Linked DNA regions of Mus musculus: regions 1, 2, 3, 4 and 5 are each linked to region 6. A link is a contact called in public Hi-C and HiChIP or PLAC-seq data. All regions are on one chromosome and are shown on one strand. Each heading gives the region's core, a stretch centred on a gene start, on an enhancer-like site or on the middle of the called end of the contact. The rest is flanking DNA. Distances are from core to core; before and after follow the strand shown.

Region 1 (2,903 bases), core at 125-2,624, 530 kb before region 6:
TTAGCTCAGAGAATGCTTTGGAAGGGTTGATACAATATGGGCATTTTGAACACAACAGGACCTACACACATATGAATTCACAGAGAAAGAGGTAGCATGCACAGGGCCTGAACAGGTCTGCACCAGATGGGGTTTTTAATTTTCTCCAAAGGAGTCTCACTGAGAAAGAAAAAAAAAAAGACTAAAGACTACTCTTAAGGATAGGCTACGTACCCAGCAGTTGACGGCCAATGGAAAACAAAGCCAATGGCAGCTTTGAAAATTCATTGCCTCAGAATGTCATATCAGGGCTGTTTCTTTCTCTCTTTCTTTTAAAGATTTTGTCATTTTTTTATCTTATTTTATTTTTTAGCTTACAAGTACTTTGTGTATATATTAGGGCTTCTGGTTTTGTGTTTGTATGAGATCCTTGAGCATGCTAATGAGAGGGTCTCTGCATCTGTATTTGTCTCTTGTGCTTTAGGGGGGCTCTTTTCCTTCTGGGTTTTTTTTTTTTTTTGGTTTGGTTTGGTTTTTTTCTTATTCTGATGTGTTTGTTTTTGTTTTTATTTTATTTTGTTTTGTTTTGTTTTGTTTTGCTACTATACCTTTGAAGCATATTAGATTTCCAATGAGTGAGAAAGAGGATGGATCCAGATGGAAAGGGAGGTGGGGAGGAACTGGGAGGTGTAATGGGGGGGGGGGAAGTGGTAATCAGGATATATGATATAAAGGAATATATTTATAATAAAAGAAAAATATTCAAAGCCTCTCAACTGTGGGCACCCATAAAAACCAAAATCAAATGAAATACTTTCTTCAAGTTCCTTACTGGCTTGCTCCCCATGGCTTGCTTAGCTTGCTTTTTTATGAACCCAAGACCAACAACCCAAGGATTGCACCACCCACAAAGGGCCAGGCCCTCCCACATCGATGACTAATTAAGAAAATGGCCTACAGGCTTTTCTCCACTCTGATTGTATGAGGACATTTTCTCAGTTGAGGCTCTTTCCTCTCTAATAACTCTAGATTTTATCAAGTTGATGCAATACTAGCCAGCACACAAAGTGACATCAAAAACTTCAAATTCTCTCAATTTGCCTTCTTCTAGTACTGTAAGAACTCTGAGAAAACTGGTTCACAGTTTTGATGGTACAGGATATATTTCAATCAGCAACAACAGCATAGTGAACAGTGAGGCCTGGCCAGACTGGAGGCCTGAGGAGGGAGAGAATGCAGAGAAGGTGATGATAGAACATAGCAAGAGAGGAGAGAGGAGCACAGGAGCCCAACTGTGCTGGAAAGGGGACGTTGTAAGCTACAGCTTGTTGCTTTCTGGGCAGACTCAAGGTTAGACTAGTGGTGCACATGCCCATTGTCTCCTCCCCTCCCCCAACCACCAAGGCAGGGGGCAGGAAGTTGTGTCACTGGCTTTTCTTGTTCCAAGCATGCAGGATATGCAAGGCTCAGTTTGACTCCTTTCAAAATGAAGATGGTCTATAGGATCTGGGGGAAGAGGGTGCTGGGATCAGCCTATGTATGCTGCCTCATTGGTGGTCCAGTCTCTTGAGAATTTCTAGAAGACTGCTGGTCTTCTAAGGGGTCACCTTCCCCTTCATCTCCTCAATCCTTTCCTTATTTCCTCCATAGGGGTCCCCAACTTCACTCCAATGGTTGGGAATAAGAACCTGCATCTGTCTGTCAGCTGCTGGTTGGGCCTCTCAAAGGACAGCCATGCTAGGCTCCTGTCTTAAACACATCATAGCCTCAGTAACAGTGTCAGGCTTTGGTGCACAATCCCACCCTCTGTGAGATGGATCCCAAGTTGGATCAGTCACTGGAAAAATCTCTTCTCCATTTTTGTCCTTATAGTTCTTTTAGATGAACAATTCTTAGAGATTTTGACCGTGGGTTGGTAACCATGTCCTTCCACTTGGGGCCCTGTTTATCTACTAGAGGTGAAATCGTCTTCCCTATCTCCACTGCTGGGATATTTTGGGTCATCCCCATTGAATGCTGAAAGTCTCTCACCTCCCAGGTTTCTAGGGGCTTCCCCTGCCTCCCACCTCTAGAAGCTGCATATGTCTATTTATTGTCCTCATTCTCTGGGTTTCTCTCCTGCTCCCTTACCCCCAACCCCAATACCTGGTGAAAAGGTCAACTCAGGAACTTTGGGAAGGCCATGAAACACTTGCCTCTCTGGGAGAGAGAGCCTAGTTAACATTTCTCAGACCACAGGGCAGGAACCAACCTGCTTGCGGATGGGGACACTTCCACAGGATGGACCGTTGCTCACCTTCAGACAAGGGAAGTCTTTGTCACCTCATTCCCTAAAAACCAATCAGTTTAAAGGGTGCACTGTTCAGCCAATCATATTGTGCCTAGTTGCTAATGCTCTATTCTGCCCCTGGAAACCGTATAAAAACTCGCTGAACAGGTACTGATGGTCGCCACCTCTCCTTCGGGTCTGGGACTACCACAGTGCATTGGAACAATATATTTCTCTTGCTTTTTGCATCAATCCTGGCTCCATGTGGTTCACTCAGGGGGTCCCCGGTAAGCTAAGGCTCACCAGAGTCTTAACCAGTACATATATGGCAAAGGACTGCCTGTTCAGGCCTCAGTAGGAGAAGATGTGTCTAATCCTCTGGAGACTTAAGGACCGGGAAAGGAAGATAGGGGGAGGGAAGCACCCTCCCAGAGGCAAGGCTGAGGGGGAATGGGGTGAGGAAATGTGTCTATGTGTGTGTGTGGTGGGGGGGGGGGGGTAACCGGAGAGAGGGCAATGTATGGAATGTAAATAAATAATTAACAAAATAAATAAAACGAAAAAAGGAAGGGTTGAAGGAAGGAAAGAGTGGAAATGATATACCTACATTTTAATTTCCAAAACAAACAAACAAAGAAACAGAAAATACTATGTA
Region 2 (2,961 bases), core at 165-2,664, 570 kb after region 6:
ATGCGTTAGACAAAAATAGGGTGGTGGTAACAAGAATGGATTGCAGAAGTCAATGATCCTGATTTGAGATGGGACTCAGTGGCCTATGGTCTTCATTTGTATTCTTCCCTATTCAGCTTCCCTCCTTTCAGTACCAGGGCCCCGTATGAAAGCTGCACAACTGAGCCCAGAAGTGGATGTTTTCACAGCTCCCAGAATAAATAAGATCTGATTGAGTTACCAACCTCGGGTTAAGACACTGCAAGAGGGAAATGGCAATAAGTATGTCTAAGAAAAGTAACTTTTAAACTCTTCTGGCAGACTATTAATAATCATCAGTATATAGCTTAATAGTGTAGTATTGGCTGAGCATGTACAAGGTCTTGTGTGAAATCCCTAATACACACAGAGACACACACAGTTTAAAAAAGTTATTTTATTGTTTTAGATTTATGGATGCTTTGCCTGCATGTATATATGTGCAGCACATATGTAATTGGTGACCACTGAGGGCACAGGAGGACAATAGATCTCCTGGAACTGGAGTTATGAGCTGTCATGTGGGTGCTAGGACTTGAACTTGGATCCTTTGGAAAAGCAGCCAGAGCTCTTAACCACTAGGCCACTTCTCCAGGCCACATATCACTATAACCAATTAGATATTACTACGGATGAACACATGTACATCTACTGTTAGTAAATAAATATTCTTTTTTTTAGTGAAAATGAATTCATTACATATGCTTAATAGTGACATTCTTAGAGTAGCCACTGCAGAGCAAGTAGGTAGTCTCTCCATTTCTCTCCCTCAGTGTGTCCTGGTTATTTCTGGAATCTGCAGATTCTGGGTTTCTACACACTGGTTGCTTCAAGTGACCAGAGATGGAAATAAGGAGGTGGCAGGGGTTCAGCTCAGGACATTGGTCCAGAAGCAAGAGAAAGGCTACGGCCCAGAACTCCCTGAAAATCTGTCTGGCTTTCCTAGCTAGAATCCATCAGTGGTGTTTGTTTTTGTTTTTTCTTGGTGCTTTTAAATCCTCTGGCTGCAAAAACAGATAGTAGAAGATATTCTGTGGCTGTAGGTCCTCCTCCAGGGGCAGCAGTTCAGAGCAGATCTTCATGGCATCACTCGTTTTTCAAGGCTCTGGCTGCTGCATCTGCAAGAGCTGGCATGGCTGGGCCTCCCTTTGTCTTGAGTTTATCAAATCAGATATCCGCAGGGTACATGTGTAGCCTTACCATGTGATCTGGTCTTGGCTGGTCTTGCACTTCTCTGGGCAGTTTTCACCTGAGGCCCCTCCCCCCCTTACATGTCTTGCCTCTGGGCCAGGATCTAAAACAAAGAGTTCTGTCATTCCAGGAAGTACACACCCAGCAAATGCCCAGAGGGGAAGGCACAGCTGCAGAAAGAGCAGGTGCTTCTTTGCATCATGTGGTAGTGGTGCTGGTAGTCCACTAAGGAGGCAAAACCTTGGCAACAGCCAGCCACCTGACAGGTGAACTCTGGCACCGTGGACTTTTCCAGCATCTCGGACACTTGAGTGAGCATGGCCTGTAAGCACAAGCGCCGCTGCATATCCCCATCCTCGAAGAATTTGTGATCCTGAGGGAAGCACACGGGATGTGGAGCAAATCAGAAGGGTGTCTCCCCAGCCACAGGGTTCAGTGATTAGGCTGCTCCAAGCTCCTCAGCCCTTCAGCCGCAGCCCTTCAGCCCCTGTCGACATAAATAAATATTCTTAAGCAAACCTGAAGACTGCCTAAATAGAGTCATCAGAGTCATATTCTAATGTACTTATAATTCCTTACAAAGGCCCGGCAGGCATTTGCCTAATGTTCCAGGGTCCTACCTCTGACTTTAGACTTTATTTCTAACCTGGGATCCAGTATCCCTTATTTAGTAGACATGTAAGTCTGGACTCCTTAAATGAGCCAGTCTCATTAGGTACAATATAGAAAATAAGACAATCAGAGTAACACTTGCATCAAAGGTAGGTAGAGAGGAATGAGATGAGGCATAGGAGATCCTTAGCATATTAATGACCCCAGACCCACCTCCTAGCCTGTAATGACCAAGACATGGACAAATATAGCCAAATGATCTTTTAACCCCTTCAACATGAGGCCTTTGCATTACTGTTTCCTGTTCCACACTTACGTCTTTGTATTGATACCAAGAGAGAAAGTATGTAAAATGACAATGTGTCTCCTTATTTCTTCTCAGTCTTTCTCAAAGAGCCTGGTATCCACTTTGGGGAACACCTCTTTATTTAAATTACTAGTTCTCTAGGGTGGCGAGATGAAGTGTGTGTGGTGTGTGCTTGTGTGTGTGTGTTGCTGAGGGTTAGATCTGGGTGTTTGTATATGCTAAGAACATAATGTACCACTAAGCTACATTCCAAACCAGTATTATAAAGGCAATAATGCATCATGTTTGTATCCTAGTTTGCTTCTCTGATGTACACTGACCAGAAACAGCTTAGAGGAGGAAAGGGTTTATTTAATCTTTTAACTCCCAGAAGATGATCCTTTCTTGAGGGAAGTCAGGGTAGGAGCTCAGTGCAGGAATAGAGGCAGAGACTATGGAGGAATGTTTTCTTCTACAGCCTAAACCCAGGTGCCTAGGGATGGCACCACCCACAATGGGCCAGGCCTTTCCACATCAATCAGCAACCAAGAAAATGCCACCACAGACTTGCTCACTGGGCAGTCTGAGGGTCCCTTTCCTTCATTGATTCTAGACTGAGTCCAGTTGAACAACAACAAAAACCAGCATAGTGTGTGTGTGTGTGTGTGTGTGTGTGTGTGTGTGTGTGGTGGTTGTTGTTGGTGGTGGTGGTGGTTGTTAATTGAATCCAGGCTTCATAAATGCTAGGCAAACACTTTCCCACTGAGTTACAGCCTTCACCCTACACTTCCAGGGAGGGCATGTGTTTTTAAGGTTTCTAAGCAAGACATTTGTCCTTGTAGATATTATTTTAA
Region 3 (3,005 bases), core at 303-2,802, 620 kb after region 6:
AATGGAGCAGTAAATGGATTTGGCAAAGACCCTTAATGCTGTCAAACAAATATTTAATTCAAAGCATTGAAAAAGGGCTAAATACAGTGGTGCATGGAGCACACAGCTCAGAGACATGGCATTAATGTTAGTTGAATTATTGTCTCTCTCCTTTCTAAATCTCAATAGTTTTGTTTTTTTTAAGTTATTATTTACTTATTTTTAAAATTAATTAATTAATTTATTTATTTATTTATTATAAATACACTGCAGCTATTTTCAGACACACCAGAAGAGGGCATCCTATCTCATTACAGATGGTTGTGAGCCACTGTGTGGTTGCTGGGATTTGCACTCAGGACTTTTGGTAGAGCAGTTAGTGCTCTTATCCGCTGAGCCATCTCTCCGGCCTGTGGGATAAAAAGTAGGGTCCCGAGTCTGGCCTACTGTATGCCACAGAAGAGCTGAGAACTGAGTGTGGGGCTGGCAGGTGGACTCTGGCCCAGGGCTGAATGGAAAAGAACAGGGAAGGAGCTCTAGCAGATTCCTGCGATGACAAGAGTCCTTTGTTTGGGTTGGAGGAAGCTGTGGCTGGAAATGCAGAGAGGTCTCCGGGCAGGAGGTTAGACACAGGGGCAGGAGGTTAGACACAAGGCTCACTAAGGGAAGACCTGCTCCATTGCTTCAGCATGGTGGGTGGATGAGAAGAAGAGGCAGTCCATGGTTTTAAGGAGTTTATTGTAGAAAGGCAGAGAGGGAGAGAGTAGAGATGTAGAGGCCAGATGAGGGGAGAAGGGAGGGCAAGAGGTGAGAGTAAGAGCAAGAGGGTAAGAGAGGGGAGAGAAGGGGGAGGAGGCAAACAGACCCTTTTATAGTGGGCCTGGCCTATCTGGCTGTTTCCAGGTAACTGTGGGGGTGGAATCCAGACAGAATATCAGGAGCTTGGGCCATTGCCTCCATGACTGATGGTCATACACTTGGGGGGGGGGGGTGCGGCGCACAGGGCAGGGAGGAGACCTTGGAAGGCTGCAGTTGTGACAGGGGCCCAGGAGACATGGCCAAACATCTGCCATTCCTTAGGGTTACCACAGTTCAAGGCCTGTGTTCAACCAGGGACCAGGTGTCTGTGCACAGCTCACTGCTCCACACCAGCCCTTGGTTGTTTTGTTTTGTTTTGTTTTTGGTTTTGTTTTTTTTAAGCTGAAAATTATATTTGTAAAAGATAATATTTTAAAGAATTCTGCAGACCCTGAAAAATATAAATTGTAGCTATAGTTGAGTGAGCCAGCGATTGCAGGCACCTATTGCTAGAGTCCCTTGGGACACCTGGTTTCCGTCTTGCTCTACAATTACTTTGGTCTCCTCTATTAACCTGCCTTACCTTTGTAGGTTGGTCTAGTTTCTGGGAGTCTTAGTGAGGATTTCTATTGCTGTAAGAAAGCACCGTGCCCAAAAGCAAGCTGGGGAGGAGGAAAGGGTTTATTTGGCTTACGCTTCCACATCACTGTTCATTACTGAAAAAAGTCAGGACAAGAACTCAGAGCAGAGACCTAGAGAGTCAGAAGAAGAAGTGAAAGACCAGAAAAAATTCAGACCCCCTAGCACCAAGAATATAGGTTAGCTGGTTCAGTGACCCTGTTCCAGGAACTGGCCGACCACAAAAGTTAGACTAAAATCCTGAGAACAATCTTGAGAAGCAGGGAGTTTCCCCTTGTGATTTTTAGTACCCCTTTGTGATTTTTCACTGGTATTTTCGGCATTTTCCAATAACGCCCTCCCTACCCCCTTGGATTGTGGTTTGTTTGTTTGTTTTTTTCCCTTTTAAATACCCCCTTTCCCAGCTACTGGGGCTGAACTCTTCCACCCCTGCATGGGATACGAGTTGACCCCAGCCTGCTGGATCTTGTCAATAAACCTTGTGCGATTGCAGCAAGGACAGTATCTCATGAGTTCTTGGGGTGCTGAGTCATCCCGAGACTCGAGTGAGGGTCTCACCTCTTCAGGGGTCTTTCAGAAGCAGAGGTCATGATGAGGTGCTGCCTACTGGCTTGCTCAGCCTACTTTCTTATAGAACCCAGGACCACTAGCCCAGTGAAGGCACCATCCACAATGGGCTGGACCCTCTCACAGCAATCAATTATCCAAATGGCCTTCAGGCTTGCCCTCAACCTTATCTAATGGAGGCATTTTCTCAATTGAGGCTCACATTTCTCAACCAACTAGCCAGCACACTGGGTAATATAGATATGCAGCCTGACTTGGTCGCTAACCGAGCCTTAATACAACAAAATGGCCTATTTTTTTTTAAATGTTTTTTTTTTCCTTTTGTAAAGGGTAAAATCAGCTGTGTCTTAAGTACGGCCAAATACGCTTACGCTATCCTTCCAGACTCTCAGTCACATCAGCCACCAGCTGACAAGCCATTGATTGCATCTGCACAATTGTTTTGCTTTTTCAGCTGTAGTAATGACAAGATTGGCCAACAGTGCGCTTATAAGTCACATCTTATTTACTCGTTATTCTATAGATAAACAGTGATGACCTAGAAAATGTTAATTCAGCTGAGTTAGACACAGTCCTTGCTCTGCTCCTTAGGAGTTGTAGCTCTGCTTACACAAAGTACACTAACTCATAATTGAAAATGGAAGCCCATGTGTTGGCTGGTAGGCCTTCAATCTATTGGAAATACTGGGGAAAAAAAAGAAGCCAGGCAGATGGCCCACATCTCAAATCCCATCCCTTGAGAGTCACAACCAGGCAGATCTCTATGAGTTCAATGCCACTGTGGTCTACACAGTGAGTTCCAGGCCAGCCAGAGTTATAATGTGACTCTCTCTCTCTCTCTCTCTCTCACTCAATTAAAACTTGAATAAATTAAAATATAGATTATAGACATATCTGCAGGGCACAGGAGAGTTTTGTAATTCTTTGCTCTTATGTGTAATTCTTTTTTTTTTTAAAGATTTATTTATTGATTATATGTAAGTACACTTTAGCTGTCTTCAGACACTCTAGAAGAGGGAGTC
Region 4 (3,108 bases), core at 183-2,682, 600 kb after region 6:
TAGACAATGATTGCACACCTGTGACAAATGCTCCTGGTGGTTTATACAACGTTCCTGGGGAACAGAGAGTCATCAAGTAAACCAGCTACAAAGAGAGAAAAGAGCATCTGGAAGACTGGGGGAGAGGTCTTTGCAATAAGCAAGAGAAAAACAGAAGAGGGGGAGGAATGTGCAGCCTCATCCACACAGTCATGGTCCTAAAAGATAGAACAGCATTTAAGACTTCTTGGAGACTGGTGTGTGCCTGCCTCTGTGTGCGTGTGCGTGTCTGTGTCTGTCTGTGTCTGTGTCTGTGTCTGTTTCTGTGTCTGTGTCTGTGTCTGTGTATCTGTGTGTGTGTGTTAGGACCCCAAGACTCTAGACAGTTGGAAATGAGGAAGAATTCAGGTGCAGGTCTTCAATGTATACCATATAATCCCCAGGAATGGATACCATGCAGAGAGCTTTGGAAGGGCCAGTGACACAGTTCTGTCGAAAAGGAGCAGATTATTCATTTCTGAGCATTTCCCAAGACCCTTACATGTGTATGTGGCGTCTAGGTGTAGCAGGAGAGATCTCTGTGGGCTTCTTGTTCCCTTCAGACACCCTGATCTAGTGAGAACTTACTTCTGCTCTGAATATTTCAGTGGGTTTACAGGTTTCCTAGTCACACTTTGGTTTGTCATTAAACCCTAGAACTCCAGATCTAAAAACCCATTAGCACTTCCCAATGGAAACATCCTGGGGGGGGGGGGGATGGGGGAGGTGAGATTTTTCTCCAGTTAGTTCTTTCTCAGTCACTAGCTACTATGTTAGACCCTTGCAAAGGAATGGAGGTAGTTGAAGTGAAGTCTAGTTTGAATGATGCAGGCGTGATGTGAAGCTAGGATCCCTCCAACACAGCAGGAGTTCAAAGCTGGACAGATGCCAGCACATTCTTCTAAGATCCCACACTAAGGCCAAAAGTCCACTTTTCTCTCACCATACATAGTGCCTTTGAGTTGCTTGCTCATTTCTCCCATTAAGTCACAGCCCAAGTTTTCTACTGTGCTCTACTGCTTATTTCATGGTCTTCTTGGAGGTCTCTTTTAGGATGAGCCCAAGTTATCTGTCTTCAGTTCTAATTTGAGTCCACTGGAAACAAATACCTTTAACCACTAGCAATGGAAGCACAGCGTGGAATCCCTCTGCTGCCTCTCATGCAGGTTAAGACACAACCTCTTATCTTTAAACTCTTTAGATGTGAACCATCCTGGATCATTTCCACATTCTCTGAATTCCAGAGAACATTTGCCAAGCCCTTTGAAATCCCTTGAGCTCCTCTTATTCTGCCTGAAGTGAGAAGTCTGTTGTAAACTCACCTACAACATATCAGCACAGTACAGCCCAGCCCAGCCCAGCCCAGCCCAGCCCAGCCCAGCCCAGCCCAGCCCAGCCCAGCCCAGCACAGCACAGCCCAGCCCAGCCCAGCCCAGCACAGCCCAGCCCAGTACCGCACAGCCCAGCCCAGCTCAGCACAGCACAGCACACCCAGAGCCCTCTCTATGCTTTTTCTAGTTTATTCTTCTCTTCTTTATCCCCTAGGGAGATGGTAGGTTAATACTGACAAAACTAGTTTCACATTTTTCTCAGTATGACTCACTACATGAGTAGTCTGAAAGGGAGCAACTTGTCAAACTACAGCCCTCGGGTGCCTGTCACCTATTTGGGTAAATAAAACTGTTTGAATGTGGAAATACCATGTCTCCTTTGATGCTACAGTGGCTAGTTGCAACAGAGATCGTATGGCCTGCATGCCTAAAATACTTATCACCTGGTTTGTATAGAAAAAGTTTCCAACCCCTATTCCAGAAACACTCAGTATGGTAGCATCAAGGTGTATGTGTGTTTACACTTGCATTAAATTAAAGATGTAGTTTTTGCCATGTGTGGTGGTTGAATGAGAAAAGGAAATTAAAAAGGAAGACATGACTGCTCCTAGGTGTGGTGGAGGGGAAGGTGTCTTGTAGATATGAGGAAGTACATTGCCAGGGGCTGACATCTGGGAGAGTCTAGAGTGAGCAAGACCCTGACCTGGGCCATTTGAGGAGAATGGAGAGGGGAGGTGGGGGAACCAGGAGACCAAGACGCCAGGAGGGTAAAGTACAAAATTGTTGTAGCCAGTAGCCAAAATGGCTGGATTCTGCAGGGATCAGGCAGCCCAGTCAGTGACTGGAGAGTGTGTAACAGTAGGGACTGACTGAGGGAAGCTGGGAGAACCTGGAGGCCACTTCCGCTTTGATATGTTAATTAGGCACCATGTCAGCCCTTTGTAGGGGGTTGAGAATTAAGAGGTCACACCTGGAGAGACAGAGGCAGGGGCAAAGGCAGGATAATGGAATATATGAGTTCACCAGGCTAGAGTGATGGAGTGTTTACTGCTCTTGCAGGAGACCCAGAGGGCAGTTCTCAGCACCCAATACCATTGAGTTCTCAGGACTCAATACCATCTGTAACTCTAGCTCCAGTGGACCTGAGAGCCTCTTCTGAACTCTTCCAACTCCTGCACCCACCCAAACACAGAGCCACACACACATATACTTAATTGAAAATAAGCTTTTTTTTAAAAAAAAATAGGCAAGCGTGAGCTACATAGCAAGACAACTTTCTCAAACCTAAATAAAATACAAATGTAGGTCCTGAGTTCCATCAGCATTGCAAGTGTTCCATAATCCTGTGTACCTAGAGCTGCCACACTGAGAAGCAGGCGTATTTTCACCACTGCAGAAAATTCTGTTGTGCAGGGCCGATGTACAACATTGCTTCAGTATATAGCGGCATGTGGTCCTCTGGTATTGTTGTTGGCCTTTTCTGACCTTAACCTGAGCTAAGACTGAAAATACCCTACTAGTTTAACACATTTACTATTACATGTAATTCTCATTTAATCCTCTTAAAGGCCTATGAAATAGCCATGTATCTGTAGATAATGAAACGGAGGCTTCAGAAAGTTTAAAATGGAAGCTATCTTGAGATCACACTTTCATTTTAAGAAGCTAGCTTTACGGTAGGACATGAGACTGAAGGGAAGACATGGGCTAGCATATTAATGCAATAAGCTGAGTGACAGAGTCATTTCCTATGGCTCAC
Region 5 (2,798 bases), core at 158-2,657, 650 kb before region 6:
AGAAAGGCCCCCTGCTGTTCTCTTTGCAAACTTCAAGCTTTCTTATTTGTAGATTTGAACATTCAAATTACAGTTATATTTACCTTTCTGTGCTCTAGTCTCCTCAAGTCAGCAAGGCCACCAGGCCTTTGCTGGTTTTCTCAGCCTACAATGTAAGGGCATGTTCCTCTGGAATTAAACTGGGGAGGTCCAGGGCTCACCTCATCTATATCCCTTTTCTCAGGCTTCATACCCTAAAAGAGCTTGATGTCCAAATTTTGTCTTTCTAGTTGCTAATATGTCCAAAGAGCAACACTTCCATAAAGTGTTAAGAATTCATGGAAAGTAGTGGAGAACCCCTTAACTGCATAAAACAGATGAAAACAATAATTTTTCAGTTCTAATCTCATCATATATGCCCATCTTAGATGATGCTTCAAAGAAGAATATTTGGCAAAGTAAGAGACAGATAGTAAGTCGAAGAATTTAATTAGAAACATAAAACCTCTGTACTTTGTTTGTTTTCTCTGCTTCCTCTTAGTAATCAACTGCTCACTCATACCCTGTCTGATTCTTCTTTAATTTGAATCTACCATTAACATATTATTACATTTAAACCCAACAAACCAAATCAGACTGAGAGTGAGAAGGCCCTAGGATACTAGACCTCTCTTAAAAGGAGTCATGACTGTGACAGAAAAATAAAAGAAATAAAAAACTAAATCTATGGACCTCCACCTCTGATCAGTCTGAGAATTTGAATGACTGTAAATCTCATTCTTGTTCAAGATAGATCTCCTAAAAATGTAGTCTTAGCAACTCATTTCCTTTATACTTAACACCTTTACCCTATATTTATAGTTCTTAAAGTAGGCAAATAACAAACTCTGCATTTTTGATGTTAGAATTAATGGGAAATTAAGAACAAATGAAACAGAGTTCAGTATCTGAGCCAACAGAACTCAGTCTTGTGAAGGCTTTTGTTCAGTTGATGTATAAAAGGGGCACTCTGATTTATCGCCATAGTGTAGTATCCAACAACAAATATTGTTAAATCTCTGGAATCCTGGCTTCATAAATCATGTAAGGCAACACAGATTCTATTTATAAACAACTTTAAAAGGCCATATTGTGTCCCCAATTCACTTGCCAAAGTCCCACTGAGATGGAGTCATGTGCAGATCAAGGTCAGGCCATAGCTAATATTCTCACTTTCATCTCCATGTGAGAAACTGGGGCGAAGGCATAAGTCTTACATCAGTAAAGTCCAAGTGCCTATGTAACTGATTAGGGTCCAAGGCCAAATACAAAGGCTTATTTTTAAAAGAATTGTTGCCATGGTTTGGGCACCTCACAGATGTGCATGTGTATCAAAGCAACAGGCACCAACTGACTGAGACTGCTCAGAGCAGAGCCAACCCGAGAGTTCTCACTCATAATCCAGCAAAGTTGCTGCCTTGAAGCTCTCAAACAATGAGCTATTGATCATCCAGAATCAGGCATGCTCATCTAGTCTTCCCTCCCTCTCACTTACCCACTCAGCTTCAAGCCAAGCTGTTGCAGTCAAAATAATATACTTTAAGAAAAATTGGTGTCCTTAAAATTGCTAGTTTTAAACCTGCCTCCTGCAAAGGTAATTCTGTGCAGTACCTCTTATCTTTCAACGTCTTGAATAATTACACAATTTAGAAACTTTATCCCAGTTTGTCCCTTGTTTGTATCTCGCAGTATATTATTTTCTTCTCAAGCTCCAGTGTTCATAATTTCCATGCCACTGCTGTTTTGAAGATGAAATATGTTCTTTATTACCCCAAACAGCACTTGATGCATCACATCTAGCCAGCGTTCACACAAGTCAAGTGGAGGAGATCCTGTAATAACGTAGACACTTCTGTGCATTGCTCACTCGGGTGAAAAGGTGAAGTCAACTGTGCAGTGGCTGGGAATTTATGAAACATTCAAACTCCTCTGCTTGAGAAAATATCACAGAGACATCGACTTCTTTCTATCAGAGCCATATTTGAGGGGATGGCCCACTTTAGGTCAGGAGAACAACAAAACTGTTAGGCTGATTTTAAGCTTCCTTTCTGAAGATTGGAAGTCAGAGTTGTATTGCCCTCATTTTTCTTTCTTTCTTTCTTTTTTTTTTTTTTTATTTCAATAGATTTTTTTTCTTCTGCCTCGGCTGTTTAATGCAGGCTTTATGCCAAAACCATCTTAGAACGTCTGTTGTGCCAGATGTCACCCTTTTGCCCTTTTGCTCTATCTGCAGATTTTCTTTTAACAACGCTGAAGCCCAAGTTAGCAAGCGTGCATTTTCTACAGTAAAAGAGGCATTGTGAATAACACCTTTTGTATTTTGAATAACACCCTCAAAAAGCACAGTGCCTTATTCATGCACTACATCTCAAAAAGAAAAGAAAAAAAAAAAAAGATTATTCATGCTCCTTTCCATTTTAAGTGAGAACTTTAAGGATTTGGTGTTTGAGATCCCTGTCCTCGCCCACAGTGGAAGCTGAGACCTGAGCTATACTACAAATTGGCTTGAGATTACCTTGAAACTGATTAGTTCAGAGAAAGAGAAGGAAAAAGGCACTGTTCTGCCAGGGAACACTTTACATCTATTCTAAATTTCCAAAACATATCTATAGATCAAGACTCATCCCCACAGGGACTGACTCCCTACAAAGACAGTCACAACAAAATACAGTGTTCAAAGAACTGGTTCTGTTTTACAGAGAGAAGAGTTCTGGAATCAAGACTAAGGTAGGAGGAATTTCTAGACTAGGTGATGCTCATTTTTGACCTACTTCTCACTT
Region 6 (2,778 bases), core at 147-2,646:
GTTTGTTTGCTTTTGTAAAGAAAACTGTAACATGAAAGCGTTTGGTGGTCAAAAGACAATGTTAGTGAGGCTAAGCTTCCAGGCATACGGTCATGGCGCAGAACACCGGTTTAAGTCACTTCAACGACACCTTAAGAAACAATTAGTGCTAATGCTTTTGCTTTTTGTTGTTATTCCCCCCTCCCCCAGTAAATCTAATAAATGCCATTTCCTTTTCCTCCACTAGAGGGCAGTCTATCAAAGCAAGGGGAGACTCAGATAAGGCAGCTTTGGACCTGTTGAAAATTGTTCCCATGTTCCACTCCTCTCAGGAGGTCTCTCTAGTATACTGTCTGGAAAGCATGCCCTTATATTCTTCTATTTGTCATGGTTGTTCTGGAGCTGAACACATGACCACGCTGGCATGATTTCTAGTCTAAATATTCCAAATGTTTTACATATAATTCCTATTGAAAACATTTTCCTAGTTAAGTAGCCATTCAGAGTTGATAGCCGTAAGTGCAAAAAGAGATAATTTAACTGTTCAGTCTATTGTAGAGGAAAGGATCCCTGAGTTATTACTAATAAATCATACATCTAAAACGCATACACAGGCGCACACACACACATACATGTACATCTGGATGCAGGCACAAGCAATGCCACATACAACACATGTCCGATGTGTGGCATCAGATTTGTTATACCATGTATAGATAAGTAGTTATAATTGGAAAAGTTTATTTTGTATATGCTTCTCCTTACATACCATTGTTGTGAGTATTGGAGAAGCAAATATTTGTTGTAATTTTAAGAAATGTCATTGTAAAACCTAAACAAATACGCAAACAAAAAATAAACCCACACACAAAGTACCAACAAGAAAAATGGAAAGAAGGAATGGAGGGAGGGAGGGAGGGAGGGAGAGAGAGAGAGAGAGAGAGAGGGAGAGAGAGAGGGAGAGAGAGAGAGAGTGAAAGAGAGAGAGAGGCTATTAGCTGCATGCACATAGGCTGATTTAAGTAGGATCTGTAGGGAAACAAACAAGGGGCAGGAGAGCTGCAGGCTGCAGGCTGAAATGTAAAGCCACTGCTGAACTTCACAGACAGGGAGGCAGAGTCACTATCAAGTATTTTTAATATTCAGGAAATCCTTGTTCATAAGTGTTTCCTGTCTTATCTCAGAGGAAATGAAAAACAGAAAAACAAAACAAACAAAAACCCCACCGTTTCTCCAAATGACTGATCACATTCCAAATGGGAGAACTTGTTGAAAAGCGCTGCACATTGCTCCAAAAGGAAAAGAAAAAACAGGAAAGAAAATGATTCCAAGGAAAAATATGCAAGCCTGTTTCATTTATTTGTACCCTAAGCAGCACTGTCATAGGACAGACAGGCTGCTTCAGCCAACCAGGCTGGAGCAGCTGCGAGTGCTACATCTTGGCAGTCTGAAGCGATTGGCTCCTCTCTGGGGAGTGGAGGGTGTTCAGTTATTAATGACCGCTGAGCAGGCAGCACCGTGTCAGTGTGACAACTGATCTGGTGAACGATGCACCACTAACCACCATGGAAACGAGGAGAAATAACGCCAGCTAGCAGGATCTCTCTTCACGGGATTGAGAGGCTCAGCCTGCTGCTGCCGGAGAGAGTTCCAGTCAAAAGAAGGAATCCTAGCTGCAGGCTCCTGCCTTCCTTTATATTTTAGAAAAAGAGAGAGAGAGAAAGAGAGACACCATTGCTTGCATGTGTGCATATCTATAGTATGTAATTGTGTGTACTTTATTACACATACATATGCACCTATTTATACTGGGGCAAGAAGACAGCCATGTGATTATTTCAGCCAAGGAACTGAGCAAGCAGGGGCACCGGAGGAGGGCTATCCCTGCATCTGCTAAGGCAAGGTAAGTTTAAAATATACCTATCTGTTTAAATGTTCCCTATTTCGTGTTTTTGTTGGTGCCGGAGTTTTTACACATCAGTTCTCCTTTGATGTTTTCCCCTTGTCTGAATTCTAAGGGCATTTTTCTTTGCATTTCACTTTTGAGTGAACATGCAAACCCCGCCGGCTCTGTGTGTGCCTAGCTGCGTTCGTGGGATTCTCAAGCAGGCATTTTACTAGCTTGAATGCCCATCAGAGGATGTGAGTGGGAGAGAAAAGCAGTGCCGGGGGAGGAGAGAGAGAGGAGGGAGAGAGAAGAGACGGGGACTGAGGCAGAGAAAAGAGAACAGAAGGACCAAGAGAGAAGCAGGGAGAGAGAGGGGAAGGAGACAGAGAGGCTGGCAGAGGAGGCAGCGGGAGAGAGGGGAGAAGGAGAGAGAAACAGAGGGAGATGGAAAAATCAGGGTCCTTTGCCCCCACAGCTCTTGTAACGAAAAGCAGATCACTCATATTTCTCTGTTCTGAAGCCAATGAGGCGTTGTCCCCCCACCCCCCAGCCCGCCCCAAGGGATGAAGATTTAAGGGGGATGCTGTAGTGTGTCAGGAGTGAAGGGCACCAGGCAGAGTAGCAGAATGAGCATATCACAAACCGGTATTGAATTTCTGCCAGGCTACATCTTCCCGATTGTGGTAAATGACTTCCCTTTAATAACATCCCATCCCCTCACTGCTCTGAGGGGACAGTGCAAGCGTCTGATTGCTAATGCAGCCCAGGAAGCTACCATGCTAGGGAAACCAGGAGATGAACCAGGAGAGCTCTAGTCACCTTTGGTAATTGAACAGCATCGCGGTAGTATGGCTTCAAAGTACATTTCCTATTTATGAAGACTGTTTGCTCTCACTGAGCCGGGTGGCTTA

Evidence for each region. Hi-C and Micro-C count contacts between places; a contact is called where the count stands out from the background. HiChIP or PLAC-seq counts read pairs in DNA pulled down with a chosen protein or histone mark.
Region 1: a contact with region 6 is called in a Hi-C map of embryonic stem cells, with 2.2 times the contacts expected there. The contact joins the enhancer-like site here to the promoter of Lrrn3 in region 6. A contact is called at or near these places in 3 of 39 promoter capture datasets (3T3-L1-derived adipocytes, the C10 cell line and pre-B cells), 1 of 15 datasets of contacts at CTCF or cohesin (large pre-B cells), 7 of 484 Hi-C or Micro-C datasets (the Ba/F3 cell line, the N1E-115 cell line, brown adipocytes and 3 more) and 3 of 115 datasets of contacts at active chromatin or transcription factors (the 230-238 cell line and large pre-B cells).
Region 2: an H3K27ac HiChIP or PLAC-seq map of embryonic stem cells shows a contact between it and region 6, with 4 times the contacts expected there. The contact joins the enhancer-like site here to the promoter of Lrrn3 in region 6. A contact is called at or near these places in 6 of 39 promoter capture datasets (the C10 cell line, embryonic stem cells, hippocampal neurons and 2 more), 3 of 15 datasets of contacts at CTCF or cohesin (the NIH/3T3 cell line, large pre-B cells and pro-B cells), 2 of 484 Hi-C or Micro-C datasets (cerebral cortex and nephron progenitors) and 5 of 115 datasets of contacts at active chromatin or transcription factors (embryonic stem cells and large pre-B cells).
Region 3: an H3K4me3 HiChIP or PLAC-seq map of the 230-238 cell line shows a contact between it and region 6, with 9 read pairs. The contact joins the enhancer-like site here to the promoter of Lrrn3 in region 6. A contact is called at or near these places in 8 of 39 promoter capture datasets (3T3-L1-derived adipocytes, the C10 cell line, the SN4741 cell line and 5 more), 1 of 15 datasets of contacts at CTCF or cohesin (large pre-B cells) and 8 of 115 datasets of contacts at active chromatin or transcription factors (the 230-238 cell line, embryonic basal ganglia, embryonic forebrain and 5 more).
Region 4: an H3K27ac HiChIP or PLAC-seq map of embryonic stem cells shows a contact between it and region 6, with 4 times the contacts expected there. The contact joins the enhancer-like site here to the promoter of Lrrn3 in region 6. A contact is called at or near these places in 2 of 39 promoter capture datasets (embryonic stem cells and hippocampal neurons), 1 of 484 Hi-C or Micro-C datasets (the N1E-115 cell line), 6 of 115 datasets of contacts at active chromatin or transcription factors (the 230-238 cell line, astrocytes, embryonic forebrain and 2 more) and 1 of 9 other capture datasets (liver).
Region 5: a contact with region 6 is called in a Hi-C map of cerebellum, with 2.5 times the contacts expected there. The contact joins the enhancer-like site here to the promoter of Lrrn3 in region 6. A contact is called at or near these places in 1 of 39 promoter capture datasets (the 3T3-L1 cell line), 3 of 484 Hi-C or Micro-C datasets (cerebellar granule neurons, cerebellum and cerebral cortex) and 3 of 115 datasets of contacts at active chromatin or transcription factors (astrocytes, embryonic forebrain and large pre-B cells).

The regions. Positions count from the first base shown.
Region 1 is chr12:42,016,217-42,019,119 of GRCm38.p6, reverse strand. No RefSeq gene overlaps it. Among named protein-coding and RNA genes, the nearest start is that of Gm46348, 26 kb to the right of the region's middle. Within about 2 kb of position 1,374, at least 8 of the 459 cell types and tissues checked have an H3K27ac peak or open chromatin away from gene starts, as enhancers often do. A contact at or near this core is called in the Ba/F3 cell line and embryonic stem cells, where this site is marked.
Region 2 is chr12:40,916,039-40,918,999 of GRCm38.p6, reverse strand. It overlaps the pseudogene Gm18246. Among named protein-coding and RNA genes, the nearest start is that of Immp2l, 110 kb to the left of the region's middle. Within about 2 kb of position 1,414, at least 36 of the 459 cell types and tissues checked have an H3K27ac peak or open chromatin away from gene starts, as enhancers often do. A contact at or near this core is called in embryonic stem cells and pro-B cells, where this site is marked.
Region 3 is chr12:40,869,153-40,872,157 of GRCm38.p6, reverse strand. It overlaps the pseudogene Gm19441. Among named protein-coding and RNA genes, the nearest start is that of Immp2l, 150 kb to the left of the region's middle. Within about 2 kb of position 1,552, at least 8 of the 459 cell types and tissues checked have an H3K27ac peak or open chromatin away from gene starts, as enhancers often do. A contact at or near this core is called in the 230-238 cell line, where this site is marked.
Region 4 is chr12:40,886,840-40,889,947 of GRCm38.p6, reverse strand. No RefSeq gene overlaps it. Among named protein-coding and RNA genes, the nearest start is that of Immp2l, 140 kb to the left of the region's middle. Within about 2 kb of position 1,432, at least 85 of the 459 cell types and tissues checked have an H3K27ac peak or open chromatin away from gene starts, as enhancers often do. A contact at or near this core is called in the 230-238 cell line and embryonic stem cells, where this site is marked.
Region 5 is chr12:42,137,455-42,140,252 of GRCm38.p6, reverse strand. No RefSeq gene overlaps it. Among named protein-coding and RNA genes, the nearest start is that of Gm46348, 150 kb to the right of the region's middle. Within about 2 kb of position 1,407, at least 23 of the 459 cell types and tissues checked have an H3K27ac peak or open chromatin away from gene starts, as enhancers often do. A contact at or near this core is called in cerebellum, where this site is marked.
Region 6 is chr12:41,484,675-41,487,452 of GRCm38.p6, reverse strand. Lrrn3 (leucine rich repeat protein 3, neuronal) reads left to right here and starts at 1,396. Exons shown (of 2, transcript NM_010733.3): 1 at 1,396-1,882. All of the region lies in intron 4 of Immp2l (IMP2 inner mitochondrial membrane peptidase-like (S. cerevisiae)), which reads right to left.